Regions from separate parts of the Mus musculus genome. Here all the other regions are linked to region 2. A link is a contact called in public HiChIP or PLAC-seq data. All regions are on one chromosome and are shown on one strand. Each heading gives the region's core, a stretch centred on a gene start, on an enhancer-like site or on the middle of the called end of the contact. The rest is flanking DNA. Distances are from core to core; before and after follow the strand shown. Region 1 overlaps Camk2d (calcium/calmodulin-dependent protein kinase II, delta). Region 2 overlaps Camk2d (calcium/calmodulin-dependent protein kinase II, delta). Region 3 has its middle 33 kb from the start of Camk2d.

Region 1 (3,778 bases), core at 1,186-3,685, 200 kb after region 2:
TACTAAATTATAATGAGTGACAATAAGATAAAGCACAATGTCTCCTGGAAAATGAGAAAACAGATCCAGGTCCTAAATACCATAAGAAATAATCAAATTCTAGGTAGATGAGCTGAGGGTAAAGGATAAAGATGAAGTCTTCATTTCTTGCTAAAATCATGGTGCGGTTTGGTTAATGAAAAATGAACTGTTAAGCAGAACGAATACAGACGTGATTAGATGTTAAACATCAATATAAACAGTGATGGGGTAAAGAATGGGGGTCAGAACAATAATATTTTTAAATACTTTATGTAAGAAGAAAAAAAAATCAAACATTCTAATCATACCTATGTCAAAAAGAATCTTTTATTTTTAACAAATAAAAATCTTTTATTTTTAACAAATAAAAATCTTTTATTTGTTAAAAGTGGACTTGGAAAAACAAACTGAACGTGAGTACAGCCTTTGCGAAGTCACTGAATGTGCTAGATGGTGAGATGGTCTGAACCCAAAGCTGGTATCATCATAACTATGAAACCTGGGAGTTCATTTAGGAAGAGTGGGGAGGGGCATCCAGGAACCAGCTAATGTGAATGAACAGCATACACATAGAATAGCAGTGAGCCTTACGTAACTTAGTACCAGTACAGAATAGAACCAGGATGAACCCAGCTTCCGTCTTTCCAGTACTTAAATATTATTCCTGATGTAAAGTCATTTTCTTCCCTAAACAGTGCCTTCCTACTTATAAAACTCTGCATAATCCTGACCTATCTGAAGCTGCCTGTGGGGTCTTTGCCTATGGAGAGGAAACAGACTGTACAACGGGGACTGTACAACTTAGATCATGAATCACCGACTCCCCGGGCTTCATTTTCAGGTTGAAGCAGCCACTGTGTTTGTTCCTGTTCTAGTTTTGAATCCAAATGGAACCATTCTAGCCGTTACTCCTGGATAATATAATTTATTTTCTTATCCAGTGTTCTGCTTTTGATCACCTCCTTCCCGGAAATAACAGGAGAAAGCATCTGTGTGTGGGCGGCGGGGCTTTTCTAGTACCTGGTTTCCATTTCATTTCCAGCTGTTTTATTCTCACTAGCTCTCCCAAATTAAGGAAAGTAATGTCACACTGAAAAAAATTTTTTTTCAAAGTAAAAAAAAAAAAAAAAGAAGAAGAAAAAGAAAAAGAAAAGAAAAGCCAGATTCCCCGTGGCTGCCTTGCCAGGTCCTAAGTAGCAAGAGTCTCCTGGGAAACTGACGTAAATGTCATCCTCCTAGCGTCACAGCTACCCTTCGGGCTGCTGTCACCCCTGTGCTCTCTTGATAGACTTCTTCCTCCGACAGTACCTGGAAGCCACCCTAAGACTGTCCCTCCTTTCTCAGATGGCATTAAGCTAATGATGCAATCCACATAAACTTCGCCAAAGACCTGCTTCTGATTCTGCTACATGGGAATGGGAAGTCTTTTCTTGGTCTTCCTTCTGTGTGGGCTAGTCCCTTTCCTACCAATTATCAGGCAAGAAAACCCCTCACAGACTTGCCAATTTAATGGAGGCAAGTCCTGATTGAGGCTTCCTCCTCCAACATGTCTCTAGTTTGTATCAAGTTGACAGAAACTAACCAGCACTCTCCACTAGCCTTTGCAAAACCTCCCGCCCTAAGAATTTGAAATTCACATTCTCCATTTTTTTTCTACCTTTCTGACACATCATTTTCTCTCCTCTAAACCGGGCTGGCTTCTCCATTTCATCCACTATCCACAGCATTGTGCCACAGCAGCATGCAGGCATGCACTGATCATAAATGACAGTGGCTCGAGTTCCAGAGAGTAGAAGACCAAGGTTTGGGGAGATTATGAAGTTTTCCCAAGGATGAAGCCGTGTTGAATCCTGGCAGTGCGATTTCAGAAACAATGCACTGCCTCCATAGGTCTTTTCTGAAGGACCACACCCAGTGTCCAATGCTCTTTTAGGTACTTCATCCCCAATCTAGCTTTTGTATCTCCAACACAATTCATCTTCCCTCACCAAGATCAACTGACACCTCTCAGCTTGTTGTAGGAAAATGTCACCCTCCCCAGGGGTCTTAGCCTTGAAACCTTCCTCAAGATTCTGAGCTCACTGCTCACCGTTGTTCCTCACTCAGGACCCTCAGTCTGAGTATGCTGAATCTCGGTGTCTCTCATCCTCTGTGTCAGTCAACCCTACTGACCCACTCCTGCTAAGCAATGTCCTGGATGTCCCCTTCATGTGTCATCCAGACAATTAAAACAGGTGAGGTGGGTGGGATAAGGCATCAACTATCTCCAGGACAGAACATTTGTACCGGGTTACTGATCAGAGGACCACGGAGATTCTAACCCACGTAATCACTTTTGCTCCCATAATCGAGCTGCTGTTGCAGCAGGTAACTGTGTCATCTGTCCCTAGACTCTGGAAGGAATGTGAGGTGTGTGAGGAAACGGCTCTGATGAGGCACTGAAGGGAGGCAGACAAAACAGCACTGGGAACAAGAATCCTGTAGGCTGTCCCTGACCTTTGTTCCAGAAACACCGTGGACCTTTCGATCCTTGAATGGAAGCTGCTACATAAGCACTAGTATGAGCTTTAAGGATTTCTCAGAGACTCGTTTCTCACTTCCTCCTTTCTTCCCCGCTAGGCTTATTATAGACAATCTGAATAAATCATTTACATGCTAAGGAGAAAAGAAATTGTACTTTCAAAGCTACGTGTTATTTTTAAAGCTGACCCTGTGTGTGGTCACTGTTTTTCTAATGCCACTGTTTCTAAATTTCGGGTTGATTTCAATTATTTAAAAACATACTTTAAAACATTCTATCTATAATAGCGTTTTTTTAAAGATTACAAAAAATCAACAAATGTTAGTTTCCATTTTTAGAGTCATTATGATGTAAAACATAATGGTCTCAGTGTCCCGTGGCCATCCCTGATCCTGCTATGATGCTGATGCCATCTCTATTTGCCATTGAAGAATTACAGGCATTTAGGATTATCACAGTGGGGGAACTACGCAGACAGCAGACACTAGTTGTCTGCCAGTGTGAAGCATTACAAATGTTTTTCCTTCAAACAAAATTAAGTAAGATTAAGTCAAATTTCCCTCTCCTTTTTCCTGAGCATATAAGATATACATAGAGAGCAATAGGCAAAGTTAACACTAAGAAAATTATTTCCAAAACTTATTTCCAAAATTAGATGCAAGTGGGTCTTGATTCTACTTATGTTTGGAGGACAGGGTTGGGCATGGGCAATCAAATGCTACTTGCGGAAATAGAATTTCTCTAATCCTTCCAGGAGCTGTGTCAATTTTGACTCACTGTCCTTTAAGTTGACAGATGGCCTTCTGCTCTGTTCCCAAAGCTCTTTCCTCACACTGCATTGCCTCACCCTGACTTGATACAAGGGTTTAAGCCTAGTCTGACCTTCTTATGCCTTATTTGGCTAACAAGGGAGGCCTGCTTTTTATTCTGAAGGAAAAGAGAGAAGTGGAGCTGGGAGAGAAAAGGAGGAGGAAGAGGAAGAGGAAGAGGAGGAGGCTGGGAGAAGTTGGGGTTGGGTGAAGAAAAACTTCGGACAGATGTATTTATTGAAAACCAAAAACGAAAGGAAAAAAAAGTCAAATTACTATGAATTACATATTTGCATTGAATAAAACAGTGATCTTTCTTTCTCCTTTAAGTGCAACCATGAAAACCTTAATATGAATAAAAGTCAAAGCTCTTACATATTTTTTTTTTACGATTTTTAAAAACAGAGGAAAATTTACATGGCTAAGC
Region 2 (3,851 bases), core at 1,058-3,557:
AGATGTGACCACTAGGGACAGGCTGATTGGGACACTAGTTACTAAAACTAGAAGTTAGTGAAAAGTTAGAAATGTATCCAACAGAAAATGTGGTACATTTACACAATGGAGTACTACTCAGCTATTAAAAACAATGGATTTATGAAATTCTTGGACAAATGGATGTATCTGGAGGATATCATCCTTAGTGAGATAACCCAATCACAAAAGAAGTCATTAGATATGCACTCACTGATAAGTGGATATTAGCCCAGAAACATAGAACACCCAAGATATAATTTGTAAAACACAAGAAAATCAAGAAGAGGGAAGACCAATGGGTGGATACTTCATTCCTCCTTAGAATAGGGAACAAAATACCCATGAAAGGAGCTACAGAGACAAAGGTTGGAGCTAAGACGAAAGGATGGACTATCCAGAGACTACCTCACCCGGGGATCCATCCCATAATCAGCCACCAAACCCAGACACTATTGCATATGCCAGAAAGACTTTGCTGAGTGGACCCTGATATAGCTGTCTCATGTGAGTCTATGTCAGTGCTTGGCAAATATAGAAGTGGATGCTCACAGTCATCTATAAGATGGAACACAGGGCCCCCAATGGAGAAGCTAGAGAAAGCACCCAAGGAGCTGAAGGGGTCTGCAACCCTATAGGTGGAACAAAAATATGAACTAACCAGTACCCCCCCAGAGCTTGTGTCTTTAGCTGCATATGTAGCAGAAAATGGCCTAGTTGGCCATCACTGGGAAGAGAGGCCCCTTGTTATTGCAAACTTTATATGCCCCAGTACAGGGGAATGCCAGGGGCAAGAAGCGGGAGTGGGTGGGTAGGAGAGCAGGGCAGAGGGAGGGTATAGGGAACTTTCGGGATAGCATTTGAAATGTATATAAAGAAAATATCTAATAAAAATAAATGTAAAAAAAATCAGGACATAAAAAGAAATGTATCCAAAATGCAAAACAATTTTGGTTTAATATTTAAAAATGTGAGGACAGTTAGTTCTAGCAGGAGCACTTTTATGTTAGACCATGGTGATGACCGCTTTGGCCATAACTGTCCTTTGTTAAGACACAATAACTTTCAAACCATTACTAACTCTCCATGACACTGAAGAGCTGCTAAGCTTCCGGCCACAGAATCAGAAACAGTATCCAGCTTCCAAATATGAGACAGTATTGGGAAGTTGTGTGAAATGTTGGCAGTAAGTTGTGAGGATGTGGCCACTCTGCCTTTGGATAACAAGAACTATGGAAGATTTTTAAGATTGTTGGACACATTAGACACGGCCAGTCCTCCAGATGAATGCATGCTGCGGAATGGACTGGCCCTGATGTGAAACCTTAGCTTTGTTCACTTATTCATGTTTGCTTTGTTGTATGACAGGTTCTTTCTACATAGCTGAGGTTGGCACTCAACTAGTAATTCTACAGCTGCAGCCCCCTGGAGTTGGGATTATAGGAAGGCACCACCATCCTCAGATTCTTAAGTATATTTAAACGAAACGAAACAAAACAAAACAAAACAAAACCAAGCAGATAAACAAAAAACGCCACAAAAACCAAACCAAAGCATTCTTAGCAAAATCATAGAGAAACCCCGAGTCTCACTTCATCCTTGTTTCTTTGCTATTTGTTGAGTTAGGAGAAATGGGCCTGTCTGCTAGGAAGGGAGCTTTCATGCACAACATACACAAGAATGTTCCAGCTTGACAGCTTTGAAATCTGCTGACCCACTCGGTACTTGGCTGAACAATGTGTACTCAGCATGCACTCTGTGAGTATTTGCTGAATGAATGAAGAAACTGAAATAAACATAGTAGGTAGTTTACCAGTAACATGTGAACTGGATCTTCAGGGAATCCAAGCCACTGTGAAGGGACACTTAACAAGCAGAGCTAAATGAAAACAGGTCTTTTCCCATCCTAGTATCAAGAGTGATCCAAAGTCTCTGCCTAGAATTCTGCTCCATTCATCTGCTTTCTACTTGAGTTTCCTTATGCAACAGCTGGCCTCGTGGGTCCCTGCTACCACCAAGAAGCTGATGTACTTAATTCCTCTCATTAGGTCACCTTATGTGGGAGTTACCCATGCTCTCTGCAGTAGAGAGAGACAGAAACACTCATTTCCTGGGTAGCTGACGAGAACTAGGCATTAGTATAGGAAGCCTGTGATATCCTAACAAGGGCATGCGCCTCCATGAGCAGCTTAACCGTAGGTGCTGCTGCTGGCTGTGTTTCATGGGAGAGGACCTGTGCTAGCCACATAGGACGATGCTATGGAAACTGGTCTAGATGAGTCTGCTGCCAGGGGTGGGGTTTCACTTGAGTAACAATGCTGTACACAACCTTGCTCAGATAGCATAGGCAGTAGAAGAAAGTAAAAGTATTTTCTTGATGTGGATTAGTCATGCGTAGAGGATATAGTTTTGGTCAAATTATATAATTGTCTTTATCAGTTCGTACATGGAAGATAGGGCTTTGCCTTCTCACAGAATAAGACAATAACATACTTTCTACTAAACTACACAGAGTATGGCAAAACTATACACATCACTTAAATATATCAGCCCTTTCTTAGGTAATTATTCAGTGACTTGACAGAGGGAGCTATTCCTGCAGAAAGAAATCGCCAACAAAATAAATGCATTAAAACCATTTCCTGTCTTTCACCTTTTACCTACTTATATCTACAATGGTGCCTGGGTGATTTTCAGAAGCGTAGATAGTCCTAAAGGTTTCTAGAATCTACCAACATTAAAAGGATCTGCTCTCAAAGGGCTGCATATATTTTAGAGGGAAGACAGCTGAGGCCTATATGGTCTATACCAGTATGATCAAGCAGAAATGAAATTTATTCATTAGGTTCCAGAAAATAAATGTGAGCACCCTGTGCTCAATTATTACCTAGACATTTTCTTTAATCTTATATTATACTTGTTAATCTTAGTTTTATACTTAATTTCTAAAATTTTGTGTGTATAAGTCTGTTATAACCCTAAAAACAAATAGTGCATCAATTTTTCAAATCCCCAAGGGAAACTTTGGCTCATTTTATTTTGACTTGTTTCTTTGAGTCAGGTCTCACTATGTCCACAGGGCAGGTCTAGACCTCATTTTATATCCACTTTTAACCTTAAACTCTGTGTCCTTTTGCCCCAGCATCTTGAGTGCTGGGATTACAGGTGTGTGCTCCCATGCTCACCTGAGAGACTGTAATAGACACACTGATATGTAGATAAATGAAAGAGAGAGTTATCCTGAGCAAGTACTTAATAGCTCAAGTCAAACTCAGATGAGAAACATTATAAATTAAAGCCATTCTCATAATTACCAAGGTGTGAAAATGTCCTAGGTGGATGAACTACATATACTGAGGTGTTGGGATTCCCTTCGCTATACTCAGTTATTTAAATATTCGCTCCTCTGGTGGATAACGGATAGGTTTTCAGACACTTGATTAAAAATAGAGACCAGGGAGCAGGGTGGAAGCTAAGACCTGTAGGCCTCAGCAAAGACTGAAAAAAAAAAAAAATAACATATGAGAAAAACAGTAGCTGGCAAAGAGGAGGGCAGGATACCCTTAGCTGAGGCCAGCAGAACCCTGCCACTCATAGGAAGAGTTTTACAGTGTTTAAAGTGGCCCATGGTTCATTATAATATGGAATACATGAAGCTGTATATAGAACTACATGCAACAGAGAATGTGTGAAAAAAAATCAGGCAATGCAATAGGGACAGAAAGATCACATTCCATAACATACAACATCTCCATCCTCCATGAAGCCAGGCTACTCCTGCTCTGAGCTCTCTCTCCCCTGGCCTAATTCCTCTGCTGGAAGTCTCTGTCTCT
Region 3 (3,929 bases), core at 8-2,507, 250 kb after region 2:
TACTCCAGAACATACCCACCTCCACTCACTCACTTACTTACTTACATCACACCTCTCTTACAGCGTCACACCCCTTTACAGCACCACTGTCCTTCTCATGGCACCACGCCCCTCTCACAGCATCATTTTCCTTCTCACAGCACCACACCCCTCTCCCTCTCACAGTACCACTGTCCTCACAGCACAGGATTATGTAAATCATGTTTGATCTTATCACTTGCCTGAACAGACCACTACCCTGCTTTCACATACCTCCCGTATTTTCCTCCATTCTAAGCAACACTGAAGGAGTACTTGTCGATTTTTCTCTACTTTCATTTGTCCTTAGAACAACTCTCCAAGCCTTCCTTCTCCATTTCACCAAAGACTCTCTTTTCCAGACCAATTGTCCATCTTTCTAACAACTACGGTTTGTAGTTCCCCAATATAATCAGAATTAGCATTAATTAACTTCTCTCATCTGAGCTCCATGTCTGCATGTGGATGTGGATGTTGAAACACCTCTTTTCCATCTCATTCAGCATTTGTTTTGCCCGGCCTCACGTAGGTTCTTCTTCCTTTTCTCAGTCTCTTGTTCTGAGATCTCCTGAACCTCACCCCAGCAATAGTCCTCCTCTCCAGCTACACTCACTTCCTGTATCCTCTCATATGTAATGCTGTACTTTAAATGATACAAACTCTAAACCTCAAAACTCAACCTTCCGTCTTCCCTTGGAACTTCCCTCTTCCATGTCCAGCTATCAGCCTGGTGCCTGCATTTGTAAGGAGACAGGCATCACCAACCTCACATTTGAGAAGACCCCTGACCCCACCCTTATCATTACACCCAGATCTCTCTCTAGTCTTCTTCACATTAAGTTGAGTGAAGTGCCTCAGCTTATCAGCCATCCTTAGCAAAATTCTAGTCATCTTTCCTTCCTTCCTCACCCCCAATCTCCCTCAGCAATGTGTCATGTTAGGAGCCTCCATTGCTTTCCCATCCCATTAAGACCTCACCAACTCCTGGATCCCTGTAAGGCTCTCCCCCCCCCCCCCCCCCAGTTTACCTGCATCTATTCTAAACTCATAGAGCCTACTTCCAATGGCAATCAGTCTGTCTCTTTCAAAACATTTAGATCATGCCTTTTCCTCTGTGTCCACTGAACTCAAAAGCTGGGCCTCTGATCCTCAGAGTCTTCTCTGTTCCAGAACTCTGAGCTCCCCAGCCCTGCCCTGCATTTCCCTCAGTGTGGCTTCCGCATTGATGGCTTTTACCATCTGCTTCTCACCAAGTCGTTACCTAATTACACCAATTATTTCCTCTCTTGAGAATAGAGATGGCCAGGCCATGACGTGCATCTCCGTTTCCTCCTTGTTTCTATTTAAATGTCACTTTATTAAGAAGTGTCCGTGTCCTTCCTAGATCTGTATATCTGAGAAACTCTCTAAGGGACAGGACTGTGGTGACTTCTGGCTTAGGTCCCAGGCCTCAGATGCTGTTCCAGTGCCTATGTTGCCTTCAGTGTCTTTCCTGACTCTAGACAACATCTGTGGCTAGTTGCCAGCCATCGATTTGATCCAACTTGACTTATATCCCAATTAACTGTCTGGGACTGTCCCTTACACACACTGCTCAGTTCCCTGGCCTCTTTCCTTAGGTTGTTCTGGCTGTTGCTGTCCTGTCTGATGTGGATGATGATAAAATGAAGTCTGCTGAAGTTGTAGGACAGACAGGAGCAGATGTCCTGGCTGACTGGGTTTCACTTCATACAGGCCCTGAACAGAGTGTAGTTGCCTAGAATTTCTTTGGCAAATCAAATGGATTATACTGTGCTCAGTAAATAAATTCTTTACTTTGGCAAAACACAAATGATAAAATTATATTTCTTGTAATTGTGACTGGAAGTTTATCATGCCAGAAGTATAAAGAGAAGTCTGATACTAAGAAGAGAATTATATCAATTACAATAGGCACTAGGTTAATACATGTGATGCTTACTGGTATCTCCAGATAATAGAAATTTAGATGTAGTACAGACAGATGTATAAAAACGTAGAAGGAGTGGAGAATCAACTGTTGTTCATACTTAGCTTAAGCTTAAATACAGGAGCCAAATGGGAATTCAAAATAATGCGTGTTTAACAAAAGGTATACGCTGTTGGTTAGTGGGAGGGATTTTCAGTAATTACAGGAAAAAAATTTCAGATGTGATTTTACCTAAAATATTATTACTGTTGCTATTTGAATATCTGTTTAATTGGCTATCTCAGTCAGTGTTTTATTGCTATGAAGAGACACAACGGTAATGCCGTCTGTTATAAAGGAAAACATTTATCTGGGGCTGGCTTAGAGTTTCAGAGGTTTAGTCCATACTCATCAAGGTGGGGAGCATGGTGGTATGTAGGCAGACATGATGGAGGAGAAGTAGCTGAGAGTTCTGCATCTGGATCTGCAAGCAGCAGAAAGAGAGAGAGACTCTGGATTTGGAATGGCTTCTTGAAACCTCAGATCCCATTCCCAGTGACACATTTGTGCCACTCCCTGGTAATCACATATTTAAGACGATGACCCAGAGGGGGAGCATTTCTATTCAAACCACCAAAATGATCTCTTCTGTCCTTCTGTTATCTTTATTTTTCTCTTTTCTTCCTGTTTATAAGTAGCAATTTTTTTTCTTTGAAACGTGCTACCGACTTCTTGAAAAACATCTAGTGCTCTCCAGACCGTAAAAAAATCAAGTCGAACAGCACGAAAGCTATTCCTTTTAAGCTTTGTTCCAGTCAACGTGTCGTTAGCTCTGAAATAGACACTCAGCACTGAACCAAGCCTGTGCTCCTCCAGGCCTCTGACTCTTGTGATTTTTCTATCTAGCAATTCCTTTCTTGGCAGATGGTGCATGTTCTTTAAGGTCCGCTAAAAAGTCACCACCTTTGAAAAGCACTTATTTTCATTCAAGCAAGACTTATAAAGCTCTGTCCATGGAGTAAAGATGGCCAAATATACATGCCAATTTTTGCAACTTAAAGGAAAATGGAAACATTGTCTCTTTAGACTTTTTCAACCTGAACATTTAAATGAAGTAATAAATATAACGAATAAATTATCTTGTTAAGCATTACAGTTTGACTGTCCCTTTTCACTCTCTGAACCTTTTCTACCATTGGAATCATATTAGGAAGTGAGGTCTTTAAGAAGTTATTGCATTATAAGGATTCTGCCCCGCTGTGGAGATTAACACCATTATAAAAGGGCCAGTTAGACCTTTCTTGCAACCTATTTCCCCCTTCACCTTCCACTATGTGCTGAAGACCAGTTAGCACTTTTTTTGGTGACAAGGGCAGGGCCCACAGTGGATTGTATGCTAGTCACATAGCCTATGTGACCACTCTCCTAAATGGATGAGTAACTCTGGTGGGAGGTTAGACTGAGGGAGAAAGGCATACATTGTGTGGACTGTTTACTGGGTCAGTCATGATGCACTCAAAACCAATCAGTCCCAACACAGACACAGCTCAGCGGAAGAATCTTTGATAAACTTGCACAAGGCCCTGGGTTCAATACTAAATGCTATTATAACAAACAAAGAGACACTCCTACAGCAGACCTCAGTCTCCATTTAGTTCCCACAGTACGTCTCAAAGAACACTGGGCAGGAATCTTCTGCATGTTCCCTAGATAAAGTTATGATCCCTCCAATAACTTCTTGTTCCTTTTTGAGTCTGAGACAATGAGTAGGAAACCACTGTCTCTGGGTGGCTTTGGTGACCCTGACCATAAACACCCTAACTCTCCAAGTTAAGCTCACCAAGCGTAGAGAAAGGCTTGGTAGCTCTCAAATAGTCAGAAAGCCCCCAACTAGACACTAGACTCAAGAAGTATGACCCAATCAAGAAATTTCTCCTCCCTGGGTCTACCTAGTCGGAAGCATTGTTTTATCAACACAAAATAG

The links. HiChIP or PLAC-seq counts read pairs in DNA pulled down with a chosen protein or histone mark.
Region 1: an H3K4me3 HiChIP or PLAC-seq map of the 230-238 cell line shows a contact between it and region 2, with 23 read pairs. The contact joins two enhancer-like sites. A contact is called at or near these places in 1 of 15 datasets of contacts at CTCF or cohesin (the NIH/3T3 cell line), 8 of 484 Hi-C or Micro-C datasets (the 63-12 cell line, B cells, the MC38 cell line and 3 more), 4 of 115 datasets of contacts at active chromatin or transcription factors (the 230-238 cell line, bone marrow-derived macrophages, embryonic stem cells and 1 more) and 3 of 9 other capture datasets (adipose tissue, bone marrow-derived macrophages and liver).
Region 3: an H3K4me3 HiChIP or PLAC-seq map of the 230-238 cell line shows a contact between it and region 2, with 32 read pairs. The contact joins two enhancer-like sites. A contact is called at or near these places in 1 of 15 datasets of contacts at CTCF or cohesin (large pre-B cells), 1 of 484 Hi-C or Micro-C datasets (the N1E-115 cell line), 3 of 115 datasets of contacts at active chromatin or transcription factors (the 230-238 cell line, embryonic stem cells and pancreatic cancer cells) and 4 of 9 other capture datasets (adipose tissue, embryonic stem cells, liver and 1 more).

What each region holds. Positions count from the first base shown.
Region 1 is chr3:126,612,543-126,616,320 of GRCm38.p6, reverse strand. The region is part of intron 2 of Camk2d (calcium/calmodulin-dependent protein kinase II, delta); the gene reads right to left. Among named protein-coding and RNA genes, the nearest start is that of Camk2d, 17 kb to the right of the region's middle. Within about 2 kb of position 2,435, at least 57 of the 459 cell types and tissues checked have an H3K27ac peak or open chromatin away from gene starts, as enhancers often do. A contact at or near this core is called in the 230-238 cell line, the 63-12 cell line, B cells and 1 more, where this site is marked.
Region 2 is chr3:126,812,132-126,815,982 of GRCm38.p6, reverse strand. The region is part of intron 16 of Camk2d (calcium/calmodulin-dependent protein kinase II, delta); the gene reads right to left. Among named protein-coding and RNA genes, the nearest start is that of Gm15551, 150 kb to the right of the region's middle. Within about 2 kb of position 2,307, at least 18 of the 459 cell types and tissues checked have an H3K27ac peak or open chromatin away from gene starts, as enhancers often do. A contact at or near this core is called in the 230-238 cell line, the 63-12 cell line, B cells and 1 more, where this site is marked.
Region 3 is chr3:126,561,494-126,565,422 of GRCm38.p6, reverse strand. No RefSeq gene overlaps it. Among named protein-coding and RNA genes, the nearest start is that of Camk2d, 33 kb to the left of the region's middle. Within about 2 kb of position 1,257, at least 15 of the 459 cell types and tissues checked have an H3K27ac peak or open chromatin away from gene starts, as enhancers often do. A contact at or near this core is called in the 230-238 cell line, where this site is marked.